Regions from separate parts of the Zea mays genome. Here region 1 is linked to region 2. A link is a contact called in public HiChIP or PLAC-seq data. All regions are on one chromosome and are shown on one strand. The core of a region is the stretch at or near the end of the contact, and the rest is flanking DNA. Distances in the headings are between cores, read along the strand shown.

Region 1 (3,562 bases), core at 332-2,831, 770 kb after region 2:
ATAGGGTTCCAGCATATGTGGTCCAATATTTTTTGTGAAATACCAGGTCCTATAATTGTTTGATGATTTTTTGTGAAATAGGACTTTTGTTGGAGCAGATTTTTTGTGTTGGAGTCCTACATTTCAAATTAAGACCCCATTTATGACTCCCGTTGAAGATGCTCTTACAAGTACTAAATATAATTCAATTACAAAACTAATTACATAGATTAAAGACCAAGAAAAATTTATGAAGCCTAATTAATATATACTTAGAATTGTTTACGGTAGCGAATCATGGATTAATTGGGTTTAATATATTTGTCTTGTTGTTTAGTTCTCATCTGTACGGTTAGTTTTATAATTAGACTATATTTAATACTTTTAAATAGCATTCAAATATATTTGATATGACAATAATTAATATTTAGTAGTTGTATCTAAAAATTCGTTGTGAAAAAGCGAAAAAAAAATCATTGTGATTTTGTTTATTATCAAATATACTTTACATATGGCTTAATTTTTTAAATTTTCTCATGATTTTTTTGAATTAGATGAGTGGTCAAATTGAAGTTGAAAAAATCAAACGAATTATATTTTAAGACAGATGAAGTAACTATTAGGACATAGTTGTCATGCCCGGGTGACACTGCTGGGCTGCTGGCTGGTGTACCTGCATTATCAACCTCAAAAAATACTTAGCTAGACTGACCGAAGTCTTTTCTTCAATAACGGAAAACAGCGTTCCGAGTCTTCCGACCTATGCCCCTTTGGAACGCAGACGTTTCTTTCTTTCTGTTTTCTACTCTTTTTTTCAAGTGAAAAATAATTAATTCACGTGATATTCCTATAACTGCGTTCAAAAAGGCACCGGCCACTTCTGTCTGTTTCAAGTGGCTCTATACGCTTGTAGCCAGTAAGTTCTGTGATCACTTTGCTCAGCCACAAACGCTGCTTCCGCTAGAGTAGACAACAAAAAGGAATTAAATACACGGAAGCTTGTAAGAGTATGTCACGTAGGCGGCCAGCATAGCATGTACTCTTATGTTTATTTTTCTCTTTAGGGATTTTCATTTTCGAAAGAGAAATTAGTTCATTTTTTTTATAAAATTTCTTTAGAAATTAAGGTTTCTAAACTAGCTCTAAAAATAGAACCCCCCCCCCTTTTGTCTTTCCTGCGTCTCCTTCCTTTGCTATTGCAGAAGTTCACATGGCTGATGCCTCATGAAGTAGCATCATCGATGCCCATGATTTTTTTTAAGGGGAAGTAAATTTTAAAGGCTAAATATAAAAATACATGGCACGCTAGCAGCTAGCAGGCGCTATCAATAAGAAATGTTCATGTGTTTGATATAGATATACGTGGTACACCACATAAAGAAGTTTAGAAATACAAAAAAAATATGTTTACAAAGTTTAAATGACCGTCGGTCTATTGAGCTCATACAAAAAAATACAGTGGAAAAGAGAATTCACTGCACATTACTCTTTTTTTTTTTTTTGAAAATCACCGTGGGGTTTGCTGCACTACCTCTATATAAGGCGCGGTGGTGCACGCCGTGTTCAACACTAGAACTAACTCATCTCTTCCTCTCCATTGCATTTTCTTCTTCCTCCAAATACGTAACAAACTTCTACGTGAGCGCCAGGGCAGTTGCGCCCATGGGAAGGCATCCGCCTGTCGATGAGGCGATGGACTTCAACGGCAACGGACGGGACGAGGCAAACCCGAGCGGCTCTGAGGCGGGGAACCACAACGAGCACCGCGGCGACGACCCCTCGCGCGTTGGCCAGAGCCTGCCCGCCGATATCCGCCAAAATGGGCAGCCAACCCTCGGGGAGGAGATCACCGCGCCGCTGTGGGAGGAGTTCGAGGCGCTCGGCATCCACGTCCGCCGCTCCGAGCCCGTGTTCCCGCCGCGCCCAGGGTACGGCGCCGCGGGGACGCCGTACGTCGTCAGGGCCAACCTCTTCCTCGGTCGCCTCGTCGACGAGGCCCTGCATCAGTACAACGTAAGTGCTCGTACTCTCTCGTCCAGTACTTCCCGTTGTTGGTTTTGATCTGATCTAACCGAGCGTCATTTCCGTTGGTTCCCGTGTTTCGATGCACTTGTAGGTAACCATTTCGCCCGAGCCGACGCCCAAGGCCGCGTACAGAGAGATCATGACGAAGCTGTTGTCCGAGAACCAGCACACGGATTTCGACGGCCGCTTCTCCGTGTACGATGACGGTGACTCGCTCTTCACAGCCGGTGCGCTGCCGTTCGACACCAAGGAGTTCGAGGTCCCCCTCTCTGCAGGCGGCGACGAAAAGTACGTAAGCTCTGCTTCTCCTATCTCATGTGGTCCCTGCGGAGAGTGATGCAAATGCTCGACGAATTGTGCAGGATGGACAGGAAGTACAAGGTGATGATCAACCATGCCGCAACGATTAGTCTGCTACAGCTGAGGATGCTGTTAGCGGGCTATCCCACGGACATCCCCGCGCAGGCGCTCGTGGTCCTCGACACCGTGCTGCGTGACGTCTTCAACGAACGCAATGACATGGAGTAATTAACGAAACATTCAGTCTCTGATTATCTTACTATGTTCATGATTTGGGATGACAATGTTATTCGTCTCTGGGCTGTGAACAGATGCGTCGTGATTGACAAAAAGGATCGCACACTGGGTGTTGACGCATGGAAGGGGCTCTATCTGAGCATCAGGCCAACACAGAACTGCTTGTCTCTGATTGCAGGTCAGATAAGATATCACCTCACCTCTAAATCTGGGTTTTCCTTCTAGTTGTGTACAGTATGGTCAGAAAAACAGACAGGATGTTGAGATGGCAGAACTGGCAAATGGGAAATCTGGGTATAATTCTGTACTTGTTTAAGTTAATTTCATGTGGTTGGTGACTTTGTACAAATCATATTTAGTTCAAATCAAGTGGACACTGTAGTTTCAGGTGATATCTTGAAAGAAAATCTTGCGAGTGCACATCTACATGGTTGGTCATATTGCAGTTCAGATCTGTCTTTGCCGAATTTGTAACTTGCAGTAAATTTTCCATTGCAGACGTGTCCTCATCTGTATTCGTTCAACCCCTGCTATTGATTGAATTCGTTCAGAAGATCCTAAAGATAGATGCCGTGGATAGGAACTTGACTAAACCTGAGTATGACAAGGTATCCATGCTTTATCCTGCCTTGATACAGAATGCACTGTGCAAATCAAAACTTCAGATGTATGTTGCTTTCTGAATTTCAGCTCTTGAAGGCCCTCAGGGGTGTGAGGATTCAAGTCACACACAGAGATAATAGACGCCGAGTATGGTCAAAGAAAAAAGATAATAGACGCCAACTCTCTACGTACAGAGTTGCTGGCTTGTCAGTGAATCCTACTAATGATTTGAGGTAGGATTGTTCTCATTTTCATTTATGTTGAACTTTCAGAAATACATGGTACCATCAAATTCTGTCAGCGGCACTTCTTCTAATCAAATCTTTCATGATTCCTTTAAAACATCAGTTTTGAATCAAAGGTTGGAGTCACAACGACTGTGATTGATTACTTCAGAGAAATATACGGCCTGGAACTG
Region 2 (3,747 bases), core at 1,035-3,534:
CCGGGGCTCGTCTACGATCTGGGCACCCGCGACTACGTGGACTTCCTGTGCGCGCTCAAGTACAGCTCCACCATGATCGCCGCCGTGGCGCGGAGCCGGGAGTACGCGTGCGCCGAGAACAAGACCTACTCCGTGGGCGCCCTCAACTACCCGTCCTTCTCGGTGGCCTACTCGACGGCCAACGGCGACGGCGGCGGGGACTCGGCCACCGTGACACACACGCGGACGCTGACCAACGTGGGCGGGGCGGGCACGTACAAGGCGTCCACGTCGCTCGCCGCTGCCAAGGGCGTGGCCGTGGACGTGGAGCCGGCGGAGCTGGAGTTCACGTCGGTGGGGGAGAAGAAGAGCTACACGGTGAGGTTCACGTCCAAGTCGCAGCCGTCGGGCACCGCCGGTTTCGGGCGGCTCGTGTGGTCGGACGGGAAGCACAGCGTGGCCAGCCCGATAGCGTTCACGTGGACCTGAACCTGATGGACGGATGGATTATACCATACGACAGTGGTTTTTGGCGCCTCAGCCTCAAAGAAAGGCCCATAATCCATCATCCATGTGACGGCCTCGTTCCCTACACTACGCAGTCAAAAGGACCGAAGTGTAGGGTGGGAAGGTTTGGAGGGGGTACGGTGCAAATTGGAGGTTTCTTCTGTGTTGCTATTATTACTACTAATAAGGTCATTAATCCTATCAGCGTCCGTAGGTTGTGATTTTTGGATGGAAATGGGATCGGGGTGGACGGTTGGATGGAGATTGATGGTGCTTGGTTGATTGGAATGGAATTATTAGAGAGGAGAAGGTTTTATAGGTTGAGGCTTGCAAGTTGGGACTGGACCAGAGTGTGACTGTGCGAGGGCAGGAGCAGTTTCGCAGTGACTGATTGGAACCTGCTGTAGTGCTGTGGGGAACTGTCGCCTCGCCTATCAGAAATGGTCTCCACAAATGTTTTCCGTTCTACCTTTTTGAAAAGTCTCAAATTATTACATTTTTGTGGCTTTACCTGAAATTGTGGAAATGTAATAACACGCTTGTTTTTTTTATCCTATGATCATCATCAGGGTATGTACAATGAGTGTTTTGGGTTGTGCCTTAAAGTATGTCAAAAAGAGTAAATGTAAAAAACTAAAGACACGTCTTTTAACAAAGACATTCCACCTGTTTGGTTACCTGTATATGAGCATGCAACACCCATGGGATGCAAAAATCAGATGGTGCATGTTGTTTGGTTACCTGTGTGGGGGTCGGAGCCTGTCTCGCTTGCTGCAAAACCCACCTCTCAACCAGGCCCGGCTCATACGGCCATTTTGGGCGTCGCTCCGTAGCCAGGCTCCCCACGCGCGGCAGCTCGCTCGCAGGCGCATTCGCTCGCGCAGCCCCGCGTGCTAGGGTTTCCCGAGCTCTCCCTCGAGCTGGATCCCGCGTGCTAGGGTTTGCCGTCGTCTCGGCCGGGTACGCCATCTCCACTCGCCCTCCCTCTCTCCCTCGAGCTGGATCCCGCGTGCTAGGGTTTGGCGCCGCCTCGGCCGGGTACGCCATCTCCACTCGCCCTCCCTCTCTCCCTCGAGATCTCCCTCTCTCCCTCTCCCTCTCCCTCGAGATCTCCATCGGTGTCGTCGCCGTGACTCGTCTGTGCCGAGCTCTCCCTCTCTCCCTCGAGCTCTCCCTCTCCCTCGAGATCTCCATCGGTGTCGTCGCCATCACTTGTCTGTGCCGAGCTCTCCCTCTCTCCGTCGAGCTCTCCCTCCGCTGTCAAAGGTACGGAGGTTTGACACTTTTTCTTGCCCTCCCCCTGGATCTGGTTGCTCAGATACGATTTTGTGCTTGCTCAAATATGATTTTCGTATTGGTTGCTCAGATCTGGATTTGTGGATCCAGTTTCGTATTGGTTGCTCTGATCTGGTTTAGAACACGCATTTCTTCAAGAAAATCTATAATTTACTTGGATTGTCACCCTTAGTGATCCGTTTTGTTACCTGTATATGAGGATGCAAGATCCATGGGATGCAAAAATCAGATGGTTCATGTTGTTTGGTTACCTGTATATTAACAAGATGACATATTTATTAACAAAATCTACATACTCTTGCTGGGCACAAGCAGTACCTAGGATCAATGATGTTGAGCTGAGTTCTATGGTTACTTTTTTATTAGTCTCTGAGCAACCAACCAGTACCTCTGGGTGAGTTCTATGCTGAGTTCTATGTTGAGCTGAGTTCTATGTTGAGCTGAGTTCTATGGTTACTCTTGCTGGGCACAAGCAGTACCTCTGGGTGGCACATCTCTTGGATGTCGCAGCCGTGGTTTTTGTAAGAATCTGTTTTATATATATTTGCAACTGGCACATTAATATTTAGCATGCTTAATCATATATTTTCTCAGCTATAGATCAATGTTCTATGTGTTGAGCTGAGTTATATGGTTACTTTTGAATATATCTATACTTGTTTATTAGTCTCTGAGCTGTCGATCAATGGTATATGATGCTTTAATGCCTCTGGGTGGCGCATCTCTTGGATGTCGCAGCCGTGGCTCGTGTAAGAATCTGTTTTATATATTCGCAACTGGCACATTACTATTTACCATGCTTGATCATATATTTTCTGAGCTATAGATCAATGTTCTATGATGCTAATGTGCCTCTGAGCTATAGATCAATGTTCTATGATGCTAGTGTGCATCTGAGCTATAGATCAATGTTCTATGAAATTACTTTTAGCAACTAGCACAGTACATCTAAGCCAAACTTAGACCTCTAATCTCCTTTTCTATTTTATTACTCTAGCAATGGATCCTACTATTGCACGTCGGCGGCTAATTGCAAAGGCTGTGGTCCTTGTAGCAGTTATGTCAGCCTGGTTGGATGCATGGTTGAGGCACCGACTACATGCTAGGAGGTCTATCACTTATGGCCCAATGCACCAAAGAGACCAAGAGAGACAAAACAACCTGAGATTCATTTATGAATCCACTGATGTTGAGTGTGTTGACTTACTTAGGATGAGAAGGGCCCCTTTTATGCAGTTGTGTGACCTTTTTCGCACTAGGCAGCTATTGAGAGATAGTATTCATAGCTCAGTAGAGGAGCAGGTTGCCATGTTTTTACATGTGGTAGGTCATAATCAAAGGTTTAGAGTTGTACACATGACCTTTCGAAGGTCTATTGAGACCATCAGCAGATACTTCAGGGAAGTATTGTATGCGGTTGGTGAACTGAGAAATGAAATGATCTTGCCACCTTCAACTGCTACACCAACCAAAATTAGAGATAGCCACAGATGGTACCCCTATTTCAAGGTCAGCCATCCACAAATGTAATCCCTTCCTTTTCATGTGTAGGTTTGTAGTAACAAATGTTTGCCCTAATGTGTAGGACTGTATTGGTGCCATTGATGGCACTCATGTGCTAGCAAGAGTTCCTAGAAATCAGAGGGCTGCCTTCCTTGGCAGGAAACACACCACAACACAGAACATCTTAGCTGCTGTAGACTTTGATCTAAGGTTTACATATGTTCTTGCTGGCTGGGAGGGATCAGCACATGATGCCCTTATCCTTGCTGATGCCCTTGAGAGAGAAGATGGTCTAAAAGTGCCCCAAGGTAAAAAAATTAGTATTGGTCTACACAATACACACTTCCCTTGGTATTCCCTAATATATGATCTATGATGTTAGGTAAATTTTACCTTGTGGATGCTGGTTATGCTGTCAGGCCTGGGTTTTTACCCCCTTACCGTGCCACACGGTACCACTTG

Evidence for each region. HiChIP or PLAC-seq counts read pairs in DNA pulled down with a chosen protein or histone mark.
Region 1: a contact with region 2 is called in an H3K4me3 HiChIP or PLAC-seq map of leaf, with 7 times the contacts expected there. The contact joins the promoter of LOC100279313 here to the promoter of LOC103643677 in region 2. A contact is called at or near these places in 6 of 25 Hi-C or Micro-C datasets (ear, leaf, tassel and 1 more) and 1 of 3 datasets of contacts at active chromatin or transcription factors (leaf).

What each region holds. Positions count from the first base shown.
Region 1 is chr1:256,225,878-256,229,439 of Zm-B73-REFERENCE-NAM-5.0, forward strand. LOC100279313 reads left to right here and starts at 1,582. Exons shown (of 22, transcript NM_001366066.1): 1 at 1,582-1,992; 2 at 2,096-2,292; 3 at 2,367-2,528; 4 at 2,616-2,719; 5 at 3,040-3,149; 6 at 3,232-3,377; 7 at 3,493-3,562. The coding sequence starts at 1,642.
Region 2 is chr1:255,453,505-255,457,251 of Zm-B73-REFERENCE-NAM-5.0, forward strand. LOC103643677 (protein ALP1-like) reads left to right here and starts at 2,285. Exons shown (of 3, transcript XM_008666861.2): 1 at 2,285-3,291; 2 at 3,368-3,593; 3 at 3,668-3,747. The coding sequence starts at 2,782. It overlaps LOC100285183 (subtilisin-like protease), which reads left to right. Exons shown (of 1, transcript NM_001158077.2): 1 at 1-803. The coding sequence ends at 468.